Linked DNA regions of Sus scrofa: region 1 is linked to region 2. A link is a contact called in public Hi-C data. All regions are on one chromosome and are shown on one strand. Each heading gives the region's core, a stretch centred on a gene start, on an enhancer-like site or on the middle of the called end of the contact. The rest is flanking DNA. Distances are from core to core; before and after follow the strand shown.

Region 1 (7,254 bases), core at 3,836-6,335, 590 kb before region 2:
GGAGGTCAACCCTCTCACTTCACAATGCTCTGACACTGACTCTTCTGCCCCCTCCTCTACATGTAAGGACCCTTGGATGATTACACTGGGTCCACCTGGAAAATCCAGATCAATCACCAAAGTTTAAGAGCAAGTGAGTAGCTGGAGTTCCCATCATGGCACAGCGGAAACGAATCTGACTAGGAACCATGAGGTTGCAGGTTCGATCCCTGGCCTCGCTCAGTGGGTTAAGGATCCGGCGTTGCTGTAAGCTGTGGTGTAGGTCGCAGACACAGCTCAGATCTGGCGTTGCTGTGACTGCGGCATAAGCCATAAGCTGTAGCTCCAATTGGACCCCTAACCTGGGAACCTCCATATGCCGCGGGTGCAGCCCTAAAAAGCAAAAAAAATTAAAAAAAAAAAAAGATCAGGTGAGTGGCAATCTCACATGACCCCTTGCCATGTACTCACAGGTCTGGGGATCAGGATGCTGACATCTTTAGGAAGCTGTTATCCTACCTACCACAGTCCCCAAAGCCATTCAGTCCACCTCCACCACTCTTCTCCAGCCCCATCTGAAGCCAATTCAGGAACACACACCACACTCAAGGAGTATGTTCCCCTCAGAGAACTCCGTATACCTTCACATCGCTGTACATCCTCCTGTTGTTCTTCCACCTACAACTTCCTTGCAATCTTTTCTACCTGGAGAACACATCATTCAAGAACTAGCTCCACTCACAGCTACCACAAACTGCTGGACAGTGCGTGCCCTACACAATCCGTGCCCTGCACCTGGTAAGGCTGAAGTGCAGGCGCTGAAACCAGCCAACATTCAGTTCCACAAGCCAGGCCTGAGGCAGCAACCGCTGAGAGGAAGGGTAGCAATGCCCAGAAGAAACAGGTTTCTCTAAATCCCATGGCCAGAAAAGGCTCTGTATAGAATAACTCAACCTTTTCCCCTAATTACACCATCTAATAACACCTCTAACTCCATAGCACATATTCACTAAGACAATATTTGTCAAAATTTATCAATCCTACCCCACCTCCCTAGGGACCCAGAGGTTGTATTTTTTTTTTCCCACCTATTTTTACTGGGACCTCAACCAGTATCTGTCAAATTGTTTCAAAATGTCTCTCAATCAAATTGTTCAGTATATCACCACTTCAGTATTTCACCAATTGTTCAGTATAAAAGGCTAGTAAACATTTGTGTACTATTCGCTGTAATAGAACTTTTATGCATAAGTTCCATCATCTAAGAAGCCATATGGTGAGGGTCTGCCCCTCTGTTACCTAGAGAATAACCAATCGGCTTCGATTGTATTCTACTACGGCTAGCCCTGGCAACTGATTTCACACATTTGTTTCTTGACAAAAATATTAAAATATTTCTAAGATTAAAAAAAATAAAAACAGAACACTACTCGGTGGGGACAAATTCCTCCTTCAATTCAGTGCAAAGATTGTGATTTAAACATTTGTGCAACACAGAAAGCAAGCTCTGACATCAGAACTATGCCTCCTGGATTAGAACTTTTTCACTTACTATTCAACGTTGCACAAATTCCTTAATTTGCTGTGTTTTAAAATTTCCTCACTTATATAATGGGAATAATCTCATGGGGTTGTTTGTTGTGAGGATATGGCAAGTGAACATGCATAAAGGCTTGATAAATGTTAGTAATTATTAAAACAAGAAACCAAGAATGGACCCATCTTATTAAGCAGAATAAAGTCACCTGGAAAAGGTCGTCATGCACCAAACAGGTGTCCCTAACACATATTGCTTGGTTTACATATATTACCTCCTCTGAGCCTTACAACACTCTGCATGGCTAATAATCTCTGTTGAATGAAGAAACTGAGACACAGGGATGTTAAAAAAAACTTGGCTAGTCAACACCTGAGCTGAGCAAGATTTAAACTAGGTCTGCCTGACCCCCAGAAAACTTACTCTCACTGGACTAGAACATGCTGACACGTTTAAGTGACCACTTTCCTAAAAGTAACTGTGAGCCAAGGAAGGGTTTCAATCAGGAGTAAAACTATTAGATTTCATCTTGGAAAGAATCATTCTAGCAGCAATATGAAGGAGAGAATAGAAGGCAATAAGGTCCAATGGCCAAATCCCATCAGCCACCTGTTTTAGTAATGGAAGTTTTGCTAGAACACAACCTCACAACCATGCCCATTTGTTTAAGTATTTCCATGGCAGCTTTTGTGTTACAATGGCTGAGTTGAATAGTTCCACCCTTACAACCTGCAAAACTGAAACCATGTACTGTCCCATCCCTTACAGAAAAAGTCTGCTGACCCATAGCAATAGCTATTGTAGCAACCCAGGCAAGAGATGATGGGGCCTGAACTAAGGCTTGGGACTAGGGATGGAGAAGCAATTGGGAGATTTAAGAGGCAGAGTAGATCACCAGTGTGACTAATTGGATGTAGGAGTGACAAGAGAAGCCTCCAGGATTACTCCTAGGTGTCCAAGTCAGCAGTCTGCTTGGATAGTGGGGCTAGGATGTGATAGGCTCAAGAATCATTCCCAAATATGTTCAATCCTAACTTCCAGAACGGTGGATATAATCTTACATAACAAAAGTGACTTCGTACAGTGATTAAAGATCTTGAGATGGGGAGATTATCCTCAAGTATCTGAGTACCTGAATTGTGACCAAAAGTTATCCCTACCAAAAAAAGGATAGAGGCAGATCTGACATGGAGCAGGAGAAGGCAATCTGTCCACAGAGGCAGAGATGGCAGTGATGAAGCCACAAGCCAAAGAATACAAACAACCCCCAGAAGCTGGGAGAGAAAAAAATGGAGTTTCCTCTAGAGCTCCAGAGAGAGCATGTGGGCCTACTGACACCCTGATTTCAGCCCAGTGAGACTGATTTCAGATTTCTGGCTTCCAGAACTACAAGAGAATACATTTCTATTGTTTTAAGCCATGAAGTTTGTGGTAATTTGCCATGGTGGCAATAAGGAAATAATACAAGGAAATAGTACACAAAATTGTGGGGAGCTCCCATTGTGGTGCAGTGGAAACAAATCCGACTAGTATCCATGAGGATGCAAGTTTGATCCCTGGCCTCGCTCAGTGGGTCAAGCATCCAGCATTGCCTTGAGCTATGGTCACAGATGCAGACTGGATCCCACATTGCTGTGGATGTGGTGTAGGGCAGCAGCTATAGCTCTGATTCCATCCCCAGCCTGGGAACTTCCATATGCCAGGCGGGCGGCCTTAAAAAGAAAAAACACCTCAGAATTGTGAATTTAAAAGAAAAAAATAATGATCTCAGTTTTAGATTTGTGGTATATAAGGAATTCTATGACACAGATAAAGCCATCCAGCACAGTCAGGAGAAAAAAATATATATATAAACTCAGAAGTGCTCTGGGTAGAACACAAGAAGGAGTTAATAGGAATAAACTTTAGGATTATACAAGAGAAGAGTGAGAATAAGCAAGGGCTGAGGCTCTCCTCCCTAAGCAATTCTAGTCAAAAAGCCCCAAATGCAAAATAACAGTAATTTACAATGGCTTTTTGAGATGCTGAGTATGTAAGGGTAATAGTAATAACAGGTAATATATGGAATATTTGCATGTGTCAGGCATTGCGCAGAATACTCTACATGCATTCTTACTAACTGCCCATAACTTACAAGATGGATACTATTATGCCTTTTAAAGACAAGAAAAGGGAAGCAAAGTTAAGTAACTTGCCCCACATCATTCACTGGGTGAGCAAAAGCCAGGATCAAATCATCACCATCTTAACTTCAAAGCCCAAAACACTCTCAGCTCTATCTAAACTTACTTTTGATCTAAGTGTTGTTTAAAGGAAAGCTATACTAGCATGACCTCTGATGACTTTAATTCCAGATATGTGGCGGTGTTAAATCCTGTTCTAGAAAAGAGCAATCACTGAGAGGCTGAGTGAGATGAGTTAAGGCCAAAAGAGGTGTAATTAGGGGAAGGAAAAGAAAGGGTAGGGACAGCCGCAAGAAGCTTGAGGGTGGAAGAGATCAAGAAGTCAAAACTGTAACTATGGGGATTCTCATCAAGGAGTATCACCTACATTGCGGAATGGCAGGTACCAGCAACAGACCAGGGGTGCAGCTTTTTTATACTAGTTCTTGGATGGGGCCATGAAACAAGCTGCGAAAATGAAATGAGCACAGGAAGGATGGGTGATGTTGAGAGATGCAAGGCTGGCATAAAGACCAATTAAAAGCAAAGGCTTTGGACTCAGTCTAGGTTCCAGTTCCACAGCACCTACTACAGGTGAGAGCCAAGGACAAGTTATCCTCTCAGAGGCTCGATGTTCTCATCTGCGAAACGGGAATAAGAACCATTACTTCAGGTCAAGTCAAATAATTAATGTAAAGCACACGATGGGTGGCTTGAAATGTAGGTGTCATTATTTACCGTTACTCTCGTTGGCGGCATGAATAAATAATTTTTATGAATAAAACTGTAACCATTACAGCAATCACTCTCCCTATGCTTAAGAAACACTGCATTTCCATCACTTTACCAAGAACAGTGTGGTCAGCAGAAGAGCGGCCTGAACTGTCGGGAGGCCTGGACTGTGGCACCCAGCAGACCACCTGTGGCCTCATGAGGGCCTAGGTAGCACCTCTCAGCAGCTCCCCTGACAGAGTCCCCTGTGAAGTCCCGCGCCGCAGGGACACGCAGCCCCGCGCATCTGCCGGACCACCCCATGCCTTGCTCTCCCGCGGGGCCCACCCCGCACCCCCCCCCCTCAGGACTCACCTTTTCATAGTTCTGCACGAGGCGGCTGATAACCTCACGCTCCACTTGCCACTCGGGCTTCTTCAGCTGCTTCCTCAACTGTTTCTTTTGACTCTGCCTGTAGCTGTGCTTCTTCTTCCAACGATTGAAGCTCCGCACCGGGTCGGGCCGGACTCCGAGGCCCCGGGAATCGGCAGTTTTGCCCATCGCGGTGGCGCGACAGCCCGGATCTCACCCAGACCCTTGGCAACCGAGGCGGACAGAGGCACCACTCCGAGGACGCGGAACCAGCGTGGGGAGAGAAGGCGAGGGCGCGTGCGCAAAACCAGGTGCCCGCCCTCGGGCCTTTGAAACCAGGCACGCGCCGTCCGCGGCGAGAAAGAAATGGGCGGTGATTGGCTACTGGGAATCTGCAGGGCGGAGCGGAGTCGTCTCGGGGAAACGGAGGCGGTGCAACCTGAGGAAGAGGGCGGGGCTGAGTGGCTCCAGGGGCACGCTGGTGCTTTAAATGGGCGCATGCGCGCTGATTGCTGTTACTATGGTGGCGTCACACAATTTCGCACTTAAACACACAGTCTGTGAATTACAATTGTAAGCCCGGTCTTGCATATTTTGTCCATGGAGCCGAATGATTTGCCCAAAAATCAAACAGGTAGGTAATAGCTTTAGGGTTTTTCCTTTTTTTTTTAGCCTGTCAGATTCTAGCTGCAGCAGCAGGGAACTAGAGCAGAATCAAATTAAATTTGCTTTAAAATGCTATTATGAAGACAAACTGATACATTAATAAAGGATTAAGAGAAAATTATTTGCAAATTGGCCATTTAAGTGAATTGTCTTTCCGTGAATTAGTTTTCCCGGTACATTTACCTAGGGCACAGATGTAGTCTAGATAGGGGTGGAGCAGAGTTGTAGCAAGGAAAAACAGAGATTAAGTTCAAGGTTCATATGCAGAGAGTTCGGGGCTGAAATTCCCTTTCCAACCCCACGTAGCCAGATAAATACCGGAACCACATGTCAAGTCTCTAAAGAGAATATGGAGTTGGGGGCGTGGCAGGGAGTCACTAGATGTAGTAGAGAGTAAACTTCAATAAGGGGAGGTTACATAAAAGTACATATAGGTCCACTAAAAGTTAAAAATAGAACTACCACAAGATCCAGCCATTCTACTTCTGGATAAACACACAAAAGAATTGAAAGCAGTGTCTGGAAGAAACCTGTACCTCCCATGTTCATAGCAACATTATTCACAACGGCCAAAATGTGGAAGCAGCACAAGTGTCCATCCACAACGATGGATAAGCAAATGTGGCATTTCCATACTATGGAATACTATTCAGCCTTAAGAAGGAAGGGAATTCTGGCAATGCTACGACCTAGATAAACCTTGAAGTTATGCTGAGTGAAATAAATCACAAAAAGACAAATACCTTGTGATACCACTTAAATGAGGTACCTAGAGTAGTCAGGTTTATAGAGATGGAAAGTAGAATGGTGGTTGCCAGGGGCTGGGGAGAGAGGAAATGGGGAATTGTTGTTTAGTGGTTTTGCTTATTATTATTATTATTAATATACTATTGCCACTAAAATTATTATTTGTACCAGATTTCAGTTTTCCAGATATCAATCTATGAACCCAAAGATACTCTCTTTTCTACTTGCCATAACATGTTAACCTCAAAACTGTAGGATTTAAAACTTCAGTCAGGGAGTCCCTGATGTGGTGCAGCAGAAATGAATTTGATTAGTATCCATGAGGATGCAGGTTCTATCCCTGGCCTCACTCAGTGGGTTAAAGGATCCAGCACTGAGCTGTGGTATAGGTCACAGACAAGGCTCAGATCCCTAGTTGCTGTGGCTGTGGGTAGGCTGGCAGCTGTAGCTCCAGTTGACCTTTGCCTAGGAACTTCCATATGCCACAGGTGTGGCCCTAAAAAGCAAAAAATAAATAAAACTTCACTCAGGTAACATTATTTTCTTTCACAGTCACAATTTTTGCACTGCCGTCAGAAGCTTTTTTGGCACTTACTTTGAATTCAGTCTTTAGGGAAAAATTGCTTTTGCTGTGGCAACATGCTCTCGTGATGGAGATCATGGTTACAAATCACAAAGATCTCTTCCCTTCACATGATTTTTCTTTCTGTTATGTATTTATAAGTAGATCTGATCATTTTCCAATTGTATCATTTGCTGAGCAAAATCTATGTTCATGTATAGAAATGGTGGATTTTAGAAATTCATAAGTCTAACAATAATTGTTATCTGTTCTACATGTGTTCTAGGGAGGTTATAACTAAAATAATTGAACTATACTTAGCATATCTTGCCTTATTCAAATTATTTCATTTAATGCACCTGCTATTATGTTAATTATTTGGTTTTATATTTTACCCTCTAGTCTCTATTACATAACACCATAGTTACATATATATACTTTTAAAATTACATATATACTTTTAGTATATATGTATATACTTTTAAAATATATATTTTAAGTTACATATATACTTTTAA
Region 2 (7,452 bases), core at 4,549-7,048:
TCTACAATACATAAATACTGCACTGGATTTCTCTTCCAATCAATTATCACTCATTTATGGAGCATCTACCATGGGTAATCACTGAACTAAGTGGTTAAAGCACCAACAGACTATGAAGTCCCTAAACTCATGGTGCTTACAACCCAGAAAGGGAATTAGAGATGTAAACAGATCCTGTACCTAATACATAAGGCATAATGTACGTGCTAAAAGAGACTGATGCAGTGCTATGGCTGTGAAGAGTAGGCAACAATTAATTCCAAATGAGAGCACTGAAGAGAAAGGAGGTGTCTGGGCTGGGTCTTGAGACTAAATAGGATTTTAACAGGCTAATATGAGGGGAAAGGTCATTCCTGACAGAAGAAATAATAAACATAAAAAGTCTTAACTCTGGCATGTCAGTGAACCAAGAAGTAACCAGCCAGGTAGAGGGAGGTGTGGGTGTGTGAGAGAGAGAGGGAGAGAGGGAGAAAGAGAGAGAATGTTATAAGGGAAAAGACCCAACTTGGATAGGTCTCAAAGAATTTCAACTATCAAAGCTATCTGAGCAGGAAAGTGATATCGTCAGCACTGTGTTTTGGTCTAGGGCTCAGATCAGAGTTAAGAGATTAAAAATAGTGAAAGTATGGCAGTTAAGACTCTCCCAGAAAAAGAAAAAATAAGTACAGAGATAGAAAAAGGGTTAAGATTAAATCCTGAGAAATAATTATATTATGGAGGAGAGAAGGGAGGTCAGTGAAAAACACAAGTGATTTGAGATAGGAAACCAAGCAGAGAAGGGCATAAAACCAAAAGGGAAGCAGAGACAAGCAATCAACTATATCAGGAGAGAGAATGGATGTATCAGTGGAGAATCTCCTTTGGCAATCAGAAGGCTCCTACTGCTCTTGAGACTGACAGTTTCGATATAATTAGGTGAGGGTACAGGGAGAGCCAAGTCATAGCAAGATAAGGAAAAAGGTGAAGAACTATAAGGACAGCGAGTGGTGGCTGCTTTTCTAATAACTGTGATAGTGAACAGAAAGAGAGAAAAGGCTAAAGGCTTGAGGCCAAGCAGAGTACAGGTTAAGTTTATATGAACCTTTTTATCCTCATAGAAGTGAGAATAAAGGAAACCGAAACAAAATAACAGGGGACATGCCTAAATTGTGGGGGGGAGAGAAGGCTGAACAAGAACAAGTGGAAGGAGGCAATGTAGCAGGTACCTTGGAAAAGAGAATGCAGGAGAAACTAGAAAAAGTATTGACCATGGAAGTCAAGGGCATTCAAATAGCTGGATAAAGTAATGTGCTAAGAATTAAACAGGGTTAGGCTTAACAAAATAAGATTTAAACAACTGCCATTTGGAAAATGATACTCAATTGGAAATTAAGAAAATGAGCACTGAAGGCCTAAATGGTAACAGTAAAAGTAAAGGAACAAACAGAATTATATGTTAATACAACAAAGTATAATATTGAATGGTGCTTGGAGATATAAATCCCCCAAGTAACTGATAATTGTATATGTCAAACATACAACATTCAAAATATTTCCAAAATCCAGCAATAGTCTACAATTATTATTGTAACAAATTCCAATATAAAAACTATGTGGGGAATTTCCATTGTGGCTCGGTGGTAATGAACCCGACTAGTATCCATGAGGATGCAGGTTCAATCCTTGGCCTCGCTCAGTGAGTTAAGATCCATTGCTGCAGTGGGTTTCTGTGTAGGTCACAGATGGGTTCGGATCTGGCGTTGCTGTGGATGTGGCATCGGCATGCGGGTACAGCTCTGCTTCGACCTAGCCTAGGAACCTCCATATGCCACAATGCAGCTCCGCCCCCCCCCCAAAACAGAATAAAAAGAAAAAAAACACTACTATGGGGGGGAGGTCCTGTGGCACAGATTGGACCCCTGGCCTGGGAACTGCCACATGCTACAGGCAAGGACAAAAAAAAAAAAAAGTAGATGGTTTTTATCGCATTGGGTTCTGAAATGTAAGTTTCATATCACAGTTTTTAATTTGTTATCTTAAATAACATATTAGCTATCCCTATGAACTCTTCATCCACAAATTCAACGAACTTAACTACAACCAAGTTACCAGTAAATAGGAAGAGGGCATATTTTTTCAGCAAGACACTAAAGGCCTCCATTAAGGGTTGATGATGATTTATTACTCATCATTCTTCAAGTACAGTTGTTTAACTGATAATCCAATTCTAAATGCTTTATCATCTAGCCCATATTTCTCCATTTTGACCATAAGACATGATAATTCTATCAAAAAAAGCTCTGATGAAATCTAATTGCACAACTCTAAAGCATCTGTCTAATGAACCAGTCTATTAATCCTGTCAAAAAAGCAAATGAGTCTAATCTGGTCACTGCCCAGCCAGCTTTGTTTCTACTCAAGGTACCACCAGACTTGAATTTAAATGATCCTGTGAATTCTGTTAAGGGTCTCACTGCATTTGTCCAAGAAGACAAACATCCCACGTTTTCATTAACTATTTCTAAATGTATAAACAAGGCAGTTCGCCAATCCTCCCACCCCTCCAATAAAGAGTGAAAAAAGAAAAAAAATAAAAAGGGTTTTCTGGCCAACTTGAATATGTAAACTTTTGGTGATAAAAATCAACTGTCTACTTATAACATCCATTTTTATTTTATTACATTAGTTAAATATGTTTAAAATCACATACTATGTAAAAGAACATTTAGGAGTTCCCATCGTGGCGCGGTAGTTAACGAATCCGAATAGGAACCATGAGGTTGCGGGTTCGATCTCTGGCCTTGTTCAGTGGGTTAAGGATCCGGCATTGCCGTGAGCTGTGGTGTAGGTCGCAGACATGGCTCGGATCCTGAGTTGCTGTGGCTCTGGCGTAGGCCGGCAGCTACAGCTCCGATTCAACCCCTAGCCTGGGAACCTCCATATGCCGTGAGAGTGGCCCAAGAAATGGCAAAAAGACAAAAAAATAAAAAATAAAAAAAATAAGAACATTTAGAAATTCTTTTTCCCTCTTTTCAACATTTCATTAATTTGTTGAAATTTTGTCAAGTGTATCGTTGACATCTCTTCATGTTCACTAGAGCAACGTTTACCAATTTTGTCAAAGTATTATCACTTTACTTTTTTGATAAAAGTTGTTTGAGTTACAGAATTTTTTGATTTTTTTATGAGCTTTTTTAACCTAACTCCTAAGTGCCTATTTCTATACATTCAGGCAATTTTTTCATCTATAAGTAAGTGTGTGCTGTAGAAGTAGATTCATAATCTCTGCAAGGTAACCACTTAATAGTAATCGGAGTTCCCGTCGTGGCGCAGTGGTTAACGAATCCGATTAGGAACCATGAGGTTGCGGGTTCGGTTCCTGCCCTTGCTCAGTGGGTTAAGGATCCGGCATTGCCATGAGCTGTGGTGTAGGTTGCAGACGTGGCTCGGATCTCGCGTTGCTGTGGCTCTGGTGTAGGCCGGTGGCTACAGCTCCGATTGGACCCCTAGCCTGGGAACCTCCATATGCCGCAGGAGCGGCCCAAGAAGTAGCAAAAAGACCAAAAAAAAAAAAAAAAATAGTAATGAATGAAGTAGCTTCAGACTTACATGTCCTCCAAATAATCCTTTTTAAGGCTTTGTATGGAGTAGAACAGAATAAAGTGACTTGCTCTTTTCTGAGAGGTAATTCTGCGGGGGGAAGACCTTGTTTTACAGCAACAAGTCAAAAATTCACAAAGAGGAGTTCTCCTGTGGTGCAGCAGGTTAAGCATTGTCAGTGAAGCAGCATGGGTGGCTGCTGTGGTGTGGGTTTGATTCCTGGCCCAGGAACTTCCACATGACATGGCCAAAAAGAAAAAGAAAAATCACAAAGAATGAGGTATCGAATTACTTCTTGAACACATTTCAATTAACAATGCAATTGTTTTCTATGCATTAACAAGAGTCTTCAGAACTTAAACAAGTTTTCTTTCAGAATTAATATATTAGAACTTTGCTGTACTCTCATAAAAGGGTAGAGTAGAATAGGTTACTCAATTCCCATGAACTTGTTTTCTTAGAGAAACAGCAGAAATAGTAACTCCAGTAATTTATGTGTATTGTGTACTAATTAAATGCTAGACATTGTTTTAAGATTTTTACATTATTAACTCAATTTTCACAATGCTTCTATTGAAGTGAGCTATTGACAATTCCATTGTATTGATGAAAAAACTCCCGCACAGAGAGGTTTAGAAACTTCCCCAAAGTCATATAGCTTCTAAGTGGCAGAAATTCAGTCTAGTTCTAGGTCCTCCCCTTTTAAAAGAAGATACATTGCCTCTTAAATCTGTAAGTTAGGTCTACATTTTATAAGACAGTCTCATCTATTAGACAGTTAATATTAGTAGTCTAAAGAGAACATGAATGGTTACAGTAATTTTATATCTGCCACTCTATTATTTTGTTATCCATCCACAGTCTGAAGGCATGATAGGTTTGACGGAGGAGTTCAGCCTTTGCACTGTGTTCCCTAAGTTCATCACTACCCCCAATTCAGTCAATACTTTTAAAGCAAAAGGTTCCTACTACAAACACCGCATAGAAGAAACTAGTGTTATGCCTTCTTCCTTCTCCTCCAAACTTTGTAAATGATGGTAGACCTGCCCCTCTGGCCCTAGATCTCCCTCTCTATCCCAAATATAGAAAACTAACTTTAACCGTTTTCTTTCATAAGGCAAGTTTCCCAAGCCCTAAAACGATGGCAGTGCTTCCTCAGCAGTACTGGGGTTGAGGAACAGAGTCCTAAAACATGAACTCGAGAAAGGGAGAAAGGGAGGGAAGGTGCGGCGTGCAGGAAAGGGAGGGAGCAGGGCGGCGGGCACTGCCCTGGGTCTTGGAATTTCGTGCAGACAGGAGAACAGAAATTGAGGAGGTGGGGGTCGAGGCATTAAAACCAGTTCGGCCACATTTTCCTGGATCTTCCTTTTATGCGTCCTGGACTCTCGCTTCAGAAGAACCGAGACCCTGGGAACGCCACCTGGCCGAGCCGTCCGGGCACAGCACTGTCCTCCGGGGTCCCGAAGGCACGGCCCCCAGCCCGCCGCCGCCTCACAGCCGCCGACCCGCGGGCGGACGACCGGCCTCCCGACCCCAAGGCCGAAGACCTAAGTCTGGCCCTCGGCGGCAGCCTCCCGACGTCCCTTCCCGCAGACAACTCCCGAACATTCGCACACTTCGCCGCGGAACCTAAGCCAAGCCCTTCCCTCAGAGCTGAACCAGCAGCCCCGGAGTAAAAACCAAGCCGGACGGAGGATCTTACCTTTAACAGATTAGACGTCGCCATGTTCCTTCAACTTGGACTCTCGCGAGACGGCGCGAGACTTGGCGGCGCTCCGGGTCAGGCCGCGACTGCAGGCCGGGCTCCCACCTGGGCCAGCGGCCCGCGAGGCGGTGGGTGCCAGGCGGCGTGCCGACCGCGCCGACCTCCCCTCAGGCAGCTGGAGCTTCCTCCCGCTTTCCCCTACATGGTCACCGGAGCTTCCCCGCACGAAAGAGCGCATGCAAACGCCCCGGGAGCCGCAAACGGCGAAGGGTGAGACGGTAACCGGAGCCGACCTGAATTGGAAGAGGAAGCATCGACCCCACAACCCTACCCCCTCCTTCGGATTAGCTTTTGTGGTTGCACCGCAGAGGCCCCCGGCAACGAATTTAGCTCGGCTTAGGCCCGGCAGCTCAGGGTCGGTGGCCGCATCACGTGACGCGGCGGGCGGGGGCGCGCTCGGGAGCGAGCTGTGGAGCCTGGACGCCTCGGTGGGCAGAGAGGCTGCGGGGAGGGCGCGCGCGCCCCCTGCTGGCAGGACTGAACGTCTTCCCTCCTTTCCGGCCTCCGGGGTTCCGGGGAACAGCCAATGAAACGCTTATAATGGGTGTCTCCAGTAGAACTGGCACCCAGTAAATATGTATTTGCGTGAGTGAACGAATACACACACGTATTAACTATTAATATTTCTACTCAAGAGTGCCTGGCACTGAAATACTCGATAAGAGTTTGTTCAGGTAATGCATAACAACCTTGGATTACCTGAAGACACAGTAAAGATATTAAACCATAAGCTCATAAGCTTTATCCCTTCAAACCTCAAACTACTGGCCAAAGAAAAAGAATATCATTTACATGTGGAATCTAGAATATCTATCTATCTATATATATATTTTTTTGGAGGGGGGCTGTTTTAGGGCCACACTCAGGGCATATGAGGGTTCCCAGGCTAGGGGTGGAATCAGAGCTACAGCTGCCAGCCTATGCCACAGCCATAGCATTGCCAGATCTGAGCCTAATTTATGACCTACATCACAGTTCACAGCAAAGCCAGATCCTTAATACACTGAGCCAGGCCAGGGATAGAACCTGCATCCTAGTTGGTTCATTAACTGCTGAGCCAGAGGAAACTCCTAGAATATTTTATTATACATGTTTCCAAGCAGTATTCATTCATACATTCATAATACATTAGAAGTAAATAAGAGCTATAGAGTAAAATAAAGCAGGGAAGGGGGCTGAAGCTTGGAATTTATTTTATTTTATTTTTGTCTTTTTAGGGCCACACCCAGTGGCATGTGGAAGTTCCCAGGCTAGGGATCAAATCGAAACTGTAGCTACCAGCCCACACCACTGCCACAGCAATGCTGAATCCCAGCTTTGTCTGCGAACTGCATCACAGCTTATGGCAATGCCAGATCCTTAACCCACTGAGCAAGGCCAGGGATCGAACCCTCACCATGGATACTAATTGGATTCATTACCACTGAGCCATGATGAGGACTCCCTGAAGCTTGCAATTTAAATAGAGGGATCTAAGTAGGGCTCACAGAGAAGATCGCATTTGAACAAAGTACTGAAAGAGAGAGGGAGCAGGCCAGGACATATGTGGGAGGAGAGCATTCCAGACAGGGATGCACAGGGGCAAGTTGCCCAGAGTGTCAGAGGAACAGTAAGAAAGTTGGTGTATTCAGAGCAGGGAGATTAAGGGGAGCATAAGGCCTTATAGGGCCTTGTAGACCACTGGAAAGACTGACTTTTATTCTAAGATGTGCGACCATTGCCAGCTTTTGAACAAGGGAGTGGCATGATCAGACTCCCATTTCAACATGATCATTTGACTGCTGTGTAGTGAATACAAGGAGAAGAGTAATTTAGAAAATGCTTGTATGAGCTTATGAAATCAATCACGCCACCTAGGTGCCCCACACTTTACAATGGTTTATTAGAGTAATCTAAGCATGATTAAACAATGAATATGCAGTAGAACAAGGATTCAGAGCTACTAGGCCTATAATGTCCTGCCAGAAGGTCAACATAGGGATGCCTCTTAGAGGTCAATAGGTTCTGGGTTTGAAAACTGGTTCAATTCCAAAAACTGGGCAAGGGTCATGACTCTTTATTGGGATGACTGCCCTGAACCACCTGATCATTCATCCTTGCTTCCTTTT

What was found. A called contact is a pair of places that touch in the nucleus more often than the background predicts.
Region 1: a Hi-C map of skeletal muscle shows a contact between it and region 2, with 5 times the contacts expected there. The contact joins the promoter of DDX10 here to the promoter of CUL5 in region 2. A contact is called at or near these places in 3 of 5 promoter capture datasets (fetal liver, fetal skeletal muscle and liver), 20 of 47 Hi-C or Micro-C datasets (adipose tissue, alveolar macrophages, blood and 13 more) and 2 of 2 datasets of contacts at active chromatin or transcription factors (alveolar macrophages and skeletal muscle).

The regions. Positions count from the first base shown.
Region 1 is chr9:37,004,402-37,011,655 of Sscrofa11.1, reverse strand. DDX10 (probable ATP-dependent RNA helicase DDX10) reads right to left here and starts at 5,085. Exons shown (of 18, transcript XM_021062753.1): 1 at 4,765-5,085. The coding sequence starts at 4,950. LOC106504871 (a long non-coding RNA gene) reads left to right here and starts at 5,275. Exons shown (of 3, transcript XR_001298767.2): 1 at 5,275-5,395.
Region 2 is chr9:36,418,152-36,425,603 of Sscrofa11.1, reverse strand. It overlaps CUL5 (cullin-5), which reads right to left and starts at 5,798. Exons shown (of 19, transcript XM_005667298.3): 1 at 5,282-5,798. The coding sequence starts at 5,305.